Regions from separate parts of the Rattus norvegicus genome. Here region 1 is linked to region 2. The links are chromatin contacts, called in public Hi-C maps. All regions are on one chromosome and are shown on one strand. Each heading gives the region's core, a stretch centred on a gene start, on an enhancer-like site or on the middle of the called end of the contact. The rest is flanking DNA. Distances are from core to core; before and after follow the strand shown. Region 1 overlaps LOC103691820 (a long non-coding RNA gene). Region 2 holds the start of Sp3 (Sp3 transcription factor).

Evidence for each region. A called contact is a pair of places that touch in the nucleus more often than the background predicts.
Region 1: a contact with region 2 is called in a Hi-C map of the A7r5 cell line, with 1.9 times the contacts expected there. The contact joins the enhancer-like site here to the promoter of Sp3 in region 2. A contact is called at or near these places in 5 of 12 Hi-C or Micro-C datasets (the A7r5 cell line, the Rat2 cell line, liver and 1 more).

What each region holds. Positions count from the first base shown.
Region 1 is chr3:78,322,858-78,330,163 of GRCr8, reverse strand. LOC103691820 (a long non-coding RNA gene) reads right to left here. Exons shown (of 3, transcript XR_591544.4): 3 at 5,453-7,306. Among named protein-coding and RNA genes, the nearest start is that of Sp3, 62 kb to the right of the region's middle. Within about 2 kb of position 4,578, at least 7 of the 93 cell types and tissues checked have an H3K27ac peak or open chromatin away from gene starts, as enhancers often do. A contact at or near this core is called in the A7r5 cell line, where this site is marked.
Region 2 is chr3:78,258,939-78,265,779 of GRCr8, reverse strand. It overlaps Sp3 (Sp3 transcription factor), which reads left to right and starts at 1,263. Exons shown (of 7, transcript NM_001427405.1): 1 at 1,263-1,943; 2 at 2,529-2,674; 3 at 3,117-3,242. The coding sequence starts at 1,937.

The DNA of each region.
Region 1 (7,306 bases), core at 3,329-5,828, 61 kb before region 2:
CTACTTTTCCTCTGCTATGAAGGAAGACTATGATTGAGGCAACTTATAAAAGATCAAGTTTATTGAGGTTCACAGTCATGGAGCGTTAGAGTCCATGACCGTTGTGTTGGGGAGCATGGCAGCAGGCAGGCGGGCAGGCATTGGTATGTTTATAAAAAGATAAAGAGAGGGGGGATATGTTCTATAGAGGTGTGGTGAGATCTGTGGGAAGGGGTGCCTCAAAGGACCCATGCTGAGACATCCCTCACATGACGGTATAGTATAGAATAGAGCTTATTCAGAGCATGGGGAGGGGAGTTAAGAGTATAGTAGAGGCAGAGAAAGAGAGAGAGAGAAAGAGAAAGAGAGAGAGTAGAGAAGTAGAGGTAGAGGCTGGCCATGAGCACATGGAGAGAGACGGGGGAAGGGAATGGGGAGAGAGTGGGGGCAGGAAGGCAACAGCAAGAGAGGAGCAAGAGAGCAGGACTGGGCAAACAGCCCCTTTTATAGTGAGTGGGCATACCTGGCTGTTGCCAGGTAACTGTAGGGTGTAACATACCTGACTATTGCCAGGTAACTGTGGGGCAGAGCTTAGACAGAATGCTAACAGGCATGGCTCTGGAGCAGTAGCTGGGAGCTTACATCCTGATCTGCAGACAGAAGAAAGAAAGAGAGTGAGGCGGGGCTAGGGTGGGATTTAGAAACCTCAAAGCCCACCCCAAGTGACTTCCTACAGCAAAGTCACACCTTCTAATCCTTCCCAAACAGTTCCACCAAACTGGGGAACAAACTTCAAACACATGAGCCTATGGAGTCCATTCTCATTCAAATCACCACAGCTTTCAAAGACCAGAAAACCGGGTGTCCATGAGAGACCTGAAAACTTCTGGGATCAGAAGCTTCTCCCCAGCTTTACCCCTCTCCTCCTGAGGTGTTTGATTGGCTGACTTTAGAACCTCCCTGGAGGTCAATAGGTTCTTAACTGATAACTGACTCTGCCCCATACTACCTGAGCTCACATTCTCTCCATTTTCCTATCTTGAGATCAGGATCCCCCAGGACTATGAAAGTTGGTTTTTTGTTTTGTTTTGTTTTGTTTTTTTGTTTTTTGTTTTTTAAGATTTATTTATAATATATAAGTACACTGTAGTTGTCTTCAGACACACCAGAAGAGGGCATCAGATCCCACTACAGATGGTTGTGAGCCAGCATGTGGTTGCTGGGAATAGAACTCAGGACCTCTGGAAGAGCAATCAGTGCTCTTGACCACAGAGCCATCTCTCCAGCCCTACAGAAAGCCTTCTTGGAAGCAGATGTCCTGCTCTGCTTTGCTCTGACCCATCCCAAGCAGGCTCCCGGTTCATATTCTGCATTAAAGAAAGGGAGTTAAGGATGTGTCAGTGGGCATTTAGTCCTCCCTGAGACAGGAATGGAGCCCCAGCCTAGGGATGATGAGTAGCCCTTCCACGGGGAAGAGAAACCGTGCAGCCTTCCTGGTAGGGAGTGACCTGGACGAGGCCAGTAGTTGGGCATTTGAGAGACAGTGAGAAGATAGTTGGGTTGAACAGTGTCCAGGACGGACTTACAGCGCCAGGGCGGCGTACAGATTTTCCTCTGTGGGCAATGAGAGAATTGTTGAACAGGTCATCACCTATTAAAACTGACACTGCAGGAAAACTAGTCTGGACATGGGCTTCCCATTAGGTGGGGGTCGCCTCTTAGGGGATATTATCCTTGTGTATTGATCATCCCAGCTCCTTGTCTCGTGATCACCCCAGGACAGCCTTGGGTGTTTGTTTATTTCATTCTCTCTCCACTGCCGTTGCTCCAAGTTCATCAGAATTCACACCTGAAGGCCTGTTGCCCATTGGCGAGACTCTAACATTGCCTGTTCTCCTCCCCACGGCCCCCATGAAGGGGGGATAGAAATGGCAGCAGGCATCTGAAGCACTTACTTCTGCTCTCCATCTTCAGATCTATTCAGTGGCTGACATTCCGAACGAGCACGAGGCATGGAGACCTTTATCTGGCACTTCAAGAACGAGGGCAAGTTTAGCACCACCGCCTTGTGAGACAATGGCAAGTTAAACCTTGAGAGGGGAAGCCAGGCCATTAGCACAGGCTAGGAAGCAGCCTTTTCTGCCATCTCTCCAAACCCACTCTCTCGAGCATGTCTGTGGACTCTCGCTTACACCCATCCATTGGGTCCTTGAAAGGTCAAGGCCAATTGCAAAAGCACCCATTCCACAAGATTCCTAATTTATGTTGGGCACTAACTATAAAGCTCCTGTGGCCCCCATCTTTCTTCGCAGTGGTAAAGAGTAGGTCGCATGACTGTCAGATGTGACACTTGATCAAAACCCATCTTCTTTAACAAACCCGTAACTCCCAGCATTGAGTCACCAAGGCCGAGGGATGAGCCAGGGAGCCAGCTGGGGGGACATGTACTTTGATTAGGATGATACGACTTCCTTTTATTTCACTTTCATTTGTTATAGAATTCAGACTCCATCCCCTTTTTGATTTGACAACAGCACGTTTCAAAAGGAGTTGACACCAAGTTGGGGAAAATGGGACTCGTTCTCTCTCTAGCTGGGAGGAGACCATAAAGCCTCTGAATCTGTTCAGTAATGATCACCAGGCCTTCCGACCTTCCTGTCAGCACGCTCACAGGAGCACTGTCAGACTAAAGCACAATCCAGACATCATCAGGTCTTTTCCTAAGTGGGGTCTAAATACTCCTAATCTCTGGGCCCCAGAAAAGACCTCCTCCTCTCTGCCTCCTTCCTTGGGTCTTTCCTCTGAGTCTGCAATCCTCAAATGAGTTCTTTTGCTAGATTTCTGGGCAGATCATTTACTTCCCTTCCACACAGTCTTTAGAGCCTCCTGGGGACCCAACAGTTGCACATTTCTGCTGTATGGGCCACAGTGATTCTCATGACCTAATTAGGATGTTGTTTTCAAATTGCTTAATTATTAGTTAAATTAGATCATTTACTTGAGGTATGTATCCTAAGAGAAGAAATATATTTCTGCTTTAAAAAAAAATCTGGGGGCTGGAGAGATGGCTCAGTGGTGAAGAGCACTGATTGCTCTTCCAGAGACCATGAGTTCAAATCCCAGCAACCACATGGTGGTTCACAACCATCTGTAATGGGATCTGATGCCCTCTTCTGGTGTGTCTGATGACAGCAACAATATACTCATATATGTGAAATAAATAAATCTTAAAAATAATCTGGGGGTTGGGGATTTAGCTCAGTGGTTGCCTAGCAAGTGCAAGTCCCTGGGTTCGGTCCCCAGCTCCGAAAAAAAAGGAAAAGAATAATCTGGTCTTCAAATAAAACACAACAATAGCAGCACAGGACAGAATGGGACATTCTAAGGCTCACCAGAACGTTCATCTAGTAAACCTGAGCAGATGCCACATCCTTAGGTCAGACACTCAGCTCTAACAATGTACAAAATGTACCTTTCCCTGCAAGGGACTTGCAGTCTAGTCAGGGCTGGCCAACAGTTTCAACATTTATAAATTTGGCTTTTAAAAAAAAGTAGAAACGAAACCTGTGGTGTGAGCCGTCCTACCCCAGCCCTCTCCATGTTGCTGTTACAAGTTCACTATCGCACCAAGCTGCTGAATTTGGCTTCCAAACGTCTCGCACCTCTGAACTTCATTCATCCCCCCTTTTCAGTCTCCTGCGTATTGTATCTGGACCCTCAAGTGCTCCATGACAAGGGTTCGAGAAGATATAAATGTATAGTCTTTGTCCTTTGATAACTAGTTCATAGTCCCAATACATTAAGCAAAGCTCTGAACAGAAGGAAGTCTTCAGACAAAAGCCTGAGGATACCAGAGAGGCTGATCCTTCCGTCTGGACCACAGACCAAACTAGGTTGGAAATGGGAGAGGGTGCTGAGACCAGGGAGGGAAGAGTTATGCCAGGCGTGGCTTTAATGTTTCTAGCAAGAAGCTTTCTCTGTGGTCCTGCGGGGACAGTCTCCAGCCGCCATCTGCGCTGGCAGGAAGGCGAGCATCCGCTGGAGATGCTGTCAGCACATGGTGGGACAGAGCAGAGGTCTCAGGGTGTTACAGTAATAGGAGTAATGTCACTCAGTTGTCACTCGGGGGCACAAACCCAAGTGCAGAATTCAGTTACCACAGAAGCTTAGACAGGCGTTTGGTTCTCTATGATGATAGTCGTCGAGACTCCATGATGAAAAGCATCCTCATGGTAAGCACGGAGAGACTACTGCAAAAGAGCAGACCCATGCGTTCTCTCATCAGATAATCCAGCCGCCATCGTGGACTCCCCCCTTTATCTCTCGGTGTTGTTTCCTGTAGCATTTAAAAACAGACCTCAGACGTTGTAGGTCATCGTTAAATATTTTCACACACACTCTTCTAAAAATATTTTATTTTAAAATTATACATGTGTCTGTGTATCTCTCTGTGTGTGTGTACGTGAGCACATATAGGCACCCGTGAAGGTGTCCGGTCTCCTGGAGCGGGAGTTACAAGTGGTTATGAGACACTTAACGCATATTTTGGAAACCAAAATCTGGTCCTCTAGAAGAGCAGCAAGTGCTTAGCCACTGAGTCATCTCCAGCCCTACACATGTGCCTTTTCAAAAGCCTTTTTCTGTACGATCTTAACAGTGTCATCACACACACCAACTTAATGATCTCGAAATATTTTTAATATACTGTCCTAATTTTAAATTTCCTGATCATCTCAAAATATCTTCCCACAGTTGGTTTAAATTAGGATCCAAAAAAGGTTTCCATATTGCACGTGTCTGCTTTGTCTCCAGCCCCTTGATCAGTCGGATGGCAGCATTAACCAAGTGGCTGCTCTCACCCGCCCATCACCCTCTGTCCTGAGTTTCAGCGCCAGGCCCCTCCCAGTAATCCACAAAGCCAGATCCAGAACAGCCGGACCCGAGGGAGTGAGCTTTGGCATGGAACTCAAAACTCCTGGATTTTCAAGGTCCAGGCAAGAAACCATAAAATCTGGGAAATAAAACAAACAAAACAAAATAACTTGGGAAGTAGGTTCTGTTCCTGGACTTCCACCAGGCCAGAGGAGAGAAAGGGGGAGGGGCCACCTGATAGGCTGAGCTCTGTGTAGGTGTGGACTCCTTGGTTTCTCCGGAGGAAGGACGTTTGTGGTTTGTGAGGCGGAACTGGGAAGTCTTGTTCCTTAGGATTTCCTTCTGAGCTTGGTCCCTGGACAACGGGAAGGATCACCCATCTGTCCTAGTTTCGTTTCTCTTGCTGACAAATTTCCTGACAAAATCAACTTAGGGGAGAAAGGGTTTGTTTTAAGATCACAAGTCCAGGTTATAGTCCATCGTAGCCGGAAGTCAAGGTGAAAACACAGAGTCACAATAGTGACAGAGAGGAACAAATGCAAGCATGTTTCCTGTTCGCTTAGCTTAGCTATTAGCTTCTAGTCATTTATTTTTCTTAAGGTTTTGTGTGTGTGTGTGTGTGTGTGTGTGTGTGTGTGTGAGAGAGAGAGAGAGAGAGAGAGAGAGAGAGAGAGAGAGATTAAGGTCTTGCTATGCAGTCCTGGTTGGCTGGAAACTAGCCTCACCAACAAGGCTAGCCTCGAATTCACAGAGATCTGCATGCATCTGCTTGCCACGTGCTGAGATTAAAGGCCTATGGCATAATGCCTGGATGAAAATCCATAATATTTTTTTTTTGTTCTTTTTTTTGGAGCTGGGGACCGAACCCAGGGCCTTGTGCTTCCTAGGCAAGCGCTCTATCACTGAGCTAAATCCCCAACCCCGAAAATTCATAATATTTTTAATTTTGTATATATGTTTGGGTATGTGCACATAGGTGCCCTCAGAAGACAGAAGAAGGAAGTGGGTCCCTTGGAGCTGGAATTTCAGCTAGTTGTGAATCTGCTGCTGGGTGCTGGGAACCGAACCCTGGTCCTCAGCTAGAGCAGCATATAGTTGTAACCTCTGAGCATCTCCCCAGCTCTTGACACAGTCACACAGTTCAAGACCCAGACCATGAAATACTGCTGCCCTCATTCGGAGTGGACCTTCCTACTTCACTGAACTAATTGAGACATCCCACTCCTAACCAGTGGATATGCCCACAGGTCAACCAGAGGGAGGGGGCACTCCCTCATTGAGACTCTCTTCCCAGGTAACTAGTCAAAGTTACCCATCACACACCTCTATCTAGAGAACTCTGAAGTCAGACCCCATGAGGCTAGCGAATCCCCTTTGTATGTGTGTGTTGCAGGGGAGAGGTGAATGGAGCGCTGGCTACCTAAAAGGTGACTGGTTCTAGGAGGAACCGTCTTGTACCAGCTCAGAAGGGGACCAGCCCTGTGTGTGACCCTCTCTGCAGCTGGATAGGTATTCACAGGCATACTTTTCCAAGCTCGCTCTGAAAGTGGACCATGTGCTCAGCTTGTCATCATCCCCACCCCAACCTCCCCCCATGCTGGAAATTTCCATCAAAAGAATTGCACTTCTTATGTAGAAGATACAGAGCCTAAGCTTTGTCCCCTATTCTGTATTCAGGCTGACACAAGCCCCTGGACTCCCTGTACCAGAACTAGCTATGCTCGGGTGAGCCCCTGTTCCCTGGGGGTAGAGTGGAGAGAGAGAGAGAGAGAGAGAGAGAGAGAGAGAGAGAGAGAGAGAGAGAGAGAGAGAGAGAGAGCGCCAACCCGGGATGGACAGCTGAGTTCTTGGGCTCCTCTCCATAACCCGGTAGGTCTCCGTCTTGTGTCTGCATGGAAAATTGTTCCCGAGGATCAATCACATTTAGTCTTTGGCTCTGGTCTTCACTTGATGGGCGTTGGTGGCAGCGGTACCGGAAAACTGTGCTCTTGGGAAGATATCCCAGGGGACTCTAAGACGCTGGCCGCAGGGAGGTGTGGGGATGCTGGGAATGTTCTGGGGGGCTGGCCTCCACATGGAGCCTGCAGATCTTGGCAGCTAGCGATCTGGCCTGCATCTGATCAATTTTATCAGCAAGGCATTCAGAAAATTTCTCCACCAGAGAACATGTTGACCCTCTGAAGAAGGGAATTCGGTGCGGGTTGCCTGTTTGAAGACACTCTGGGTTTTGATGAGGCTTGTGAGGAGACCCCAGATAAGCCTCAGAACGCGAGCCAAGCAGGCGGAGAAGCAGCTCCTCTGCCGAGTCTCCGAATCTTCCACAGCCTTCCATTTTACGTGTTTACCGATTCCGAAAGCAGATCCAGCTGTTGGGAGGAATTGCTTCCAGATGACATTATGGGAAAGGAAAACACGTATTATAAAAGAGCTGCAGAATAAAAACCAGAACATGTAC
Region 2 (6,841 bases), core at 14-2,513:
ACAGGTATTATGTTTTGCATATGAGTGCTTTGAGTGTATCTGCACTAGTTAAGAAAAAGGTATTCTTTCAAGAGACCATTTTGCTTTTGGTCATCTTAAGATAGGCTGTAACATTGACTCAACCCTGGTTGAAGTCTACTGAATCTTACCTTAGTGGTGAGTGATACTTTTGCTAATATGCATTCCTTAAGAGCTTTGCCTCAAAATAGTTTGAGTTATCTGCTTTTTGGCCCAAAAGCATTATTCTTGCTTGCATGCCACAAGAGAAAGAGAACATGTGTCATTGTCAGTATTAAAAAAATACCAGGAAATAGTTGGGGGAGAATTCCAGCACACAGGAGGCAGAGGCAGTGGCAGGTAGATTTCCTGTGGTTCCAGGCTAGCCTGGTCTACAAATCAAGTTTCAGGATAAACAAGGCTACACATGAAACCTTGTTTTTAAAAACAAACCAACCAACCACCCTCCCAAAAGTCCAAAAAGTCCTCTGAAACTGAGATGCATGCCCTCCCCACCCAGTGATTTTTTTTTAAGGTAGCGCATATTAAGCTAGTTTAAATGCTTCAATTTGCACAACATTATACAAAACATAATTACAATAATTGGGTCGTTTATTCTTGCTTGAGATAGATTTCTAATAAAAGTATTAAGGAAAGTGTTTCCTCCTCTTAAATTCAACCTTTTTAAAGTAGAAGTATCTAGAGGTAATAGACAATGTTCTCTTGTTTGCAGAACATTTTTTTCTCCTGAATGACTGCAAGACATTAAGGATGTGAAAGGAAGGAGTGTTAACCTAAATCACTAAGTAAAGAAAATGTACCTAAGCACTCCCAGGGGAAGGATACTTGGGGTGAGATTTACCATTTTAATAAATGTTGGCATTGTTGACTTATTTTCTTAGGTTAAGAAGCAGGGAGTTTGTGTGTGCAGCAAACTAATTTTAAAGGGTGGCTGTGCCTGACTGAATAAAATATAACTAAGCTTGCTTTGATATCACTGGCCAGAATTAAAACCTTTTTTCCTTATGAAGAGACTTGAGACTTTTTGCTGTCAGTGACTGTCTTCAGGGTCCACAGAAGTAGATGGTTGGTAACCAAGGGCTAAGGGTGGGGAGGATGAGGTGGGATGGGAAGGCGATGTATCCGAGTATGCGACCAAGAGCTGAATGTGTGTGAAAAAGTCCTCCTCCAGCCTCGGAGGGGGTGTCTCCCCCAATACCAGCTCCCTCCCCCAGGGCTCATGGGGCGGGTCCGGTTTGCTCAGTAGCAGCGGCAGCCTTGGGGCTGAGCGGTGGTGGCCTCCTGGCAGCGCTGGCAAGAACCAGCTTCGAGAGCCCATGCCCTGGGGAGATCCAGTCCAGGCGGCTGCCAGGATGGAGGAAACGTCGAGTGGAGTCGGAGCCACCGGGGACGGACTTCCTCCCCAGTTCAGCTCCCCGACAGCTTGGCAAGGCCTGCACGAAGGGCCAACGAGTGGAAGAGGCTTGCGCCTCGGGCCTGGCAGCCGTAGCCGAGGAACGAGGCTGGCACACCGGGGTAACGCGCGAGCCGGGGCCGTTCTCAGGAACCTACGGCGCCACGGCCGCTCATTGTCTCTCCCCTTCAACCCGGGGGCAAACAGGAAGCCCGCCGCCTGGCCAAGCGACGGACAGGCGTCCGGACCAATGAACACAGCTGACGGAGAGCCCAGCGGCAAATGAGCGCCGGGAAGAGGGGCGGAACTTCCGGGCGGGCTGTCACCCTCTTCCCCCCTTTTGGGCTGGAGGCTCCACCTTTTGTGTTTCCCGCACAGTCAATCAAAATAGGAAAAAAAAAAATCCCCGGACCGCTCCGGCCGTGTCCGCCGCCGCTTCCCGCATCCTCTCCCGCCGCCGCCGCCTTCGCTTCTCACCATGTGTAAGGCGGCGGGGAGCCCCGCCTGAGGTGTCCTAAACACACTATGACCGGTACGTAAAGCCGAGAGAGAGCAACCCTTGCTGCCTCCGCCGCCGCCACTGCCGCCCACAGCCAGCCCGGGGCCGCCACCGCCGGCTCCCGGCCCCGAGTGCGCGACCGAGTGTCTGTGGAGGCAGAAAGCCGCACTCCCCTCCGCCTCCCTTCCCTCCCCGCCAGCCAGCGTCCAGCCCTCCAGCGCCAGCGCCGAGTGCCCGCCGGGCTCGGGGCGGGCGGCCCAGTCCGCCGGGAGCGCATCCCCCTGTGTGCGGGCGCGGGCGGCGGGCGGGCGTGTGTGAGTGACTGACGGTGCGAGAGGAGCGAGCGCCGCGGAGGGAAAGGGGAGGAGAGGAGAGGAGAGAGGAGAGGGGGCAGGGGCAGCGCGGGGAGGAGGAGGAGGGAACGAGGAGGAGGAGGGTTACAGCCGCGGCGGGCGGGGGCAGCAGGAGGGGAGGAGGGAGCGCGCCGCCGCGGCCGCGGCCGGGGGGAGGGGAAGGGGCCGGGGCCGGCTGGCGCTAATGTGGCCGCGGCCCGCGGGCCCCCTCCCTCCCCGCACCCGCCTTCCTCCCCGCCCCACCCCCCCCGCGCTGTGCCTGCAGCTCCCGAAAAGCCCGTGAAACAAGAGGAAATGGCTGCCTTGGACGTGGACAGCGGCGGCGGCGGCGGCGGCCACGGCGAGTATCTGCAGCAACAGCAGCAGCAGCAGCAGCACGGAAACGGCGCGGCGGCGGCGGCGGCGGCCCAGGTGAGGAGCGGCTGAGCGCGGCCCGGCTCCCCGCGCGCCGCTTTCTCCTCCCCTCGCCCTCCCTTCCTCTCTCTCTCCCTCCCTCCCTCCCTCGCGCGCCCGCCCCTCCCCCGCCCCGGGAGCTGCCCGCCCGAGGCGCCAACGCTCCGACCCCGCCCGCGCGCCCCCGCCCGCCGCCTTTTTTGTGCGTGTGTGAGTGTGCAAGTGTGCGCGCCCTCCCGGGTGGGATCCGGGCGGAGGGAAGGCCGGGCGCGCAGCCGTCCGCCGCGGGCCGCCGAGCGGGCCGAGCGCAGGGAGAGGCGCCGCCGACCCGGAGGAGGAGAGCGCGGGCCCGGCCGGCGAGGCCAGGCGCGGAGCGAGCCGTACTTCCTGTGCGAGCGGGCCCGGCCCTAACCGCCACCCCCTCCCTGTCTCCCTCTCTGAACCCGCCCATCGCGGGTAGGACACTCAGCCGTCACCGCTCGCTCTGCTGGCCGCTACCTGCAGCAAGATAGGGCCGCCATCGCCGGGCGACGACGAGGAGGAGGCGGCCGCCGCCGCCGGGGTCCCCGCCGCCGCCGCCGGAGCGGTAAGTCCCGCGCGCGCGGCCCGCCCCCGCCGAGGCCCCGCGCCCGCCATCCCGGGCCTGCGGCGCGCCCGCCCGCCAACCCAAGGCCTCCCGCCGCCGCGGGGCCGCCACGCGCGGGCTGTCCGGCCCCGCCGCGCTTTCCTGCCAGCTCGCGTCCCGGGTGGGAACCCAGGCCGGCCCGCGCTTTCCGGAGATTGTCACTGCGGCATCGCGCGCAAAATTCCTCACAAAATGAAGTCTGAGGCGGCGGTAGTGTGGTGTGGGGTGGGGGTGGGCATAGGACTCCAAAATGGATGTTTAAGTAATTTGTATCAGGACTTGAAAACTCATTCGCTTTCTGCACTACATTTGCAAGCACAGCCTATCGGCCATTGATAGTATCACCTACCGAGGCAGTGGCTCTAGTTTCTAGAGTTTCAGAATCTGGAGCAAGTTTCCAGATCTTGAGTAATTTAGGCAGAAGATCATTTAAGGAGCATGTTCTTTTATACGCAGGGTCGAACATTTTTATTACTGTGTCTTTTTCTAACCTGATCATTTATAATTGTTGGCTTTTTGCAGACTACTCCAACTTTGCACTAGTGTTTTTCTGAGGGTTAAGTGAGACAGTTGGCTATTGAAATTTAGGAGTGAGTAATAACTTCGGCCTTTGAAGGTTTCAGGACTATCAATCTTAAAAAGTAGATGAAGTTATTTTGTTTACATGCATGTTAGTACACTCCATACTTGAGCTTAGTTGGCAACACTTCATTTTTATTACAACTAGTCTGATAAGGATGTGTTGGGATTCTTTTGTAAGTTTTAGAATGTCTAGGATGTGCAGAGGAGCTGGAAGTCTTATGTGAAGACTCAGTGTAAAATTAGGTGCTGTAGAAAAATGTGAATTTTACATCTGTGTGGACCTTTGCTGCGAAAAGGTGTGTTCACCTGTTAAGATAGTTAAAACACTTCTCAAGACTAAGTTTTTAAGAGTTGGTTTATAGCAGTCGATTTATGTAGTGGCAGTTCAGTTGTTATTGTTAGAAAAGTTAGCAGTTATATACTAGTCATTCAGCGTTAATCGTTACACAATATTATTAGTAAATGGATAATTTTAGTCTGAAATTATAGTATGGGCAGTGGGAATGTTTAATGTCTTGTATTTTTTCAAGCAGATTAAAATATCAAAAGCCAAAGTCTGTTTGGGAAACATTCAAACAAACTTAGGCAGATTAGTAAACTTTAAAGTTATATTTCCCTAGTCCCAAAGAGCTAAAATAAGTTTATTGTTTACTTTAATAAACTACCTCAGAAGTAAAATTGAAAAATAAATTACAGTAAAATTTCTCGTGTGACTATCAAAGTTTAGGAGTGTGCTTACAGATGGGAGGGAGAGGGGTGACAGAAAGCTTAGGGTGAGGACCTTGTGCTTAGATCACCACAGGGATCCAGACCTGTATGTGTCATGTCCTCAGGCTTCTTTAGGCATCTCTCAACTTTCCTCAGTACTAAGAACATCCATTTCCTGCCTGATGAGCGCGGACAGTCTGAATTTATTCGTAAAAGTAATAATATGAAAGTACAGTTTGCTAGAGAAGCCCCTAAACTTAGATTTTGTGCATGTTTATTGCCTGATAAATCTGAGTTCTTCCAAATTTCTCACTATGAGCAAAGTTGAAATAAACTGAGCTGAAAGTTGAATAAGGTGAAAAACATGAGAGCAGTCTTTGTGTGAACACTAATGGGAAAAAAATTAATTTCCAGCTTCAAAGTGATTTAAAGTTTTTCAGAATGTCTAAAAATGAATTCAGATGAATTTATTAGGATATTTTCAACATTTAAGACTATATTTCAATATATTTTAAGTACTCACAAATTACTGGCAATTACTGTTATTGGAGTGTCTTGTTGTGGACCGTTTTTAGATGTACAGCGAGCAGGGAATCTAGTGTTAGTTACATTACCTTTCACCTGGTTTCCCCAGTGCTATCTATTGTGGCACAGTTTTCAAGTCTGTGTATCACTAACATTAGGAGCTACAGATTTTGAGTTTTGTCAGTTTTTCCATTAATGTTTATTTTCTGATCTAGGCTCTAGTTCAAGATAGTTAAAGTGTTCTGTCAAGTGCAGAAGTTCAGCCTAATGGCAATTTAGCTTGGTATGTCAAGATGATAAGTACCTTGAGAAGCAGTGTTCACTAGAGAATTGTTTTACCATTCGAGTTTAGAACTTGTAATAGAGAGGATCCTAGCCAAGGGTGTCCAGGGCTAAAACTTGAGACAGTCCCAGTGGTTTCATCTATGATGACCTATAATATGGGCATCCAAAGATGATACAGCAAAGTTCCTTTGTATTTTATTATTAGGAGATGAGATCTCTATGTATATTGTCCAAATTACAGTCATGACCTTGTGGATACTTTATTTTATTTGTGCTTTTGGGCAATAAACTATACAAAAAATATTATAAGAATCACCCATTTAAGTTATAAATTCAATGCCCATTAGTTTTGCAGGTAAATGTTGGCACATTTAAAAAGTGAATACTTTCATTTCAAGAGAGGGAGCTTTACCATTAAGACCTTACAGGGCTAGGATGTAAGTAACAGTGACAGACAGTGCTTACCTAGCGTTTGCAAAGCCTTGGTTTCCATTCCACCCCTACATACTGACTGGGGGTAGGGAAGCCCGTACAGTGCCATTGCCGTCTGAGTTGTGATGAAATTTTATTGAGTGTCTGCACCAGAATGTGTGTGCCTCCACCTTAGTTTCACACTTGTTCTGGTCTTCAGTTACACCCTTCTGGCCATTAATAAAGCCATTAATGGGGTCTAAGAAGTTAACCATTCTTTCAAAATGCAGTGAGAATATCTTTTCCCTTCCCACTGGTGCAGTCTAAGAAGACAGACAGACAGACCATGATCTTTTCTTCTCCTTCAGTCTCCACCCGTCATTTTTATGCCTGGTTGCATTGGAGAATGCCCATGTCATGAGTTGCTATAACAACATCACTGGGTGTGCCACAATCACCCAAGGCCTAGATTATGGTCCTTTTCACCTTGTTATGTGTATACACCAAGGAAGAATGAACAGTGCCTCCTTACAACTTTACAGCGTCAACTGTGATGTTAGATGATGTTTTTCTTGTTAATTTTCTAATAAGAATATTAGAATTACTGAGACTTAGTTTTATCTGGAAACTTACATAGAGGGTTATCAGGCACCTAAGCCAACCCAAGGTCTCACCAGTTACTGCCTTTGGTATTAGATGACTTTCTAATTTATCCCTTCTCTGTTTGGTATTTAGTGTACTTGATCTTTTCCATTGGTATGTTGGTGGAACTTCTTTTATGAAGGAAAGGGCTTCAAACTTCAGACTTTGTAATGTTTGGACTATCTGGAATTTGCTCATTGAGGAATTACATAAGTAGGTTTAAAATTGATGTTTATAGTTCCTTAGGTGCTCATATCTAAAAGTCAGTTTTACTGATGATTTCTTTCATTATATATATATATATATATATATATATATCTTTCTGTAATTTTGTTTGAAACTAATATATATTTATTCATAACTATACATTGATTTTTGTTTCAGATATCTAACGGGTATTTTTAAAA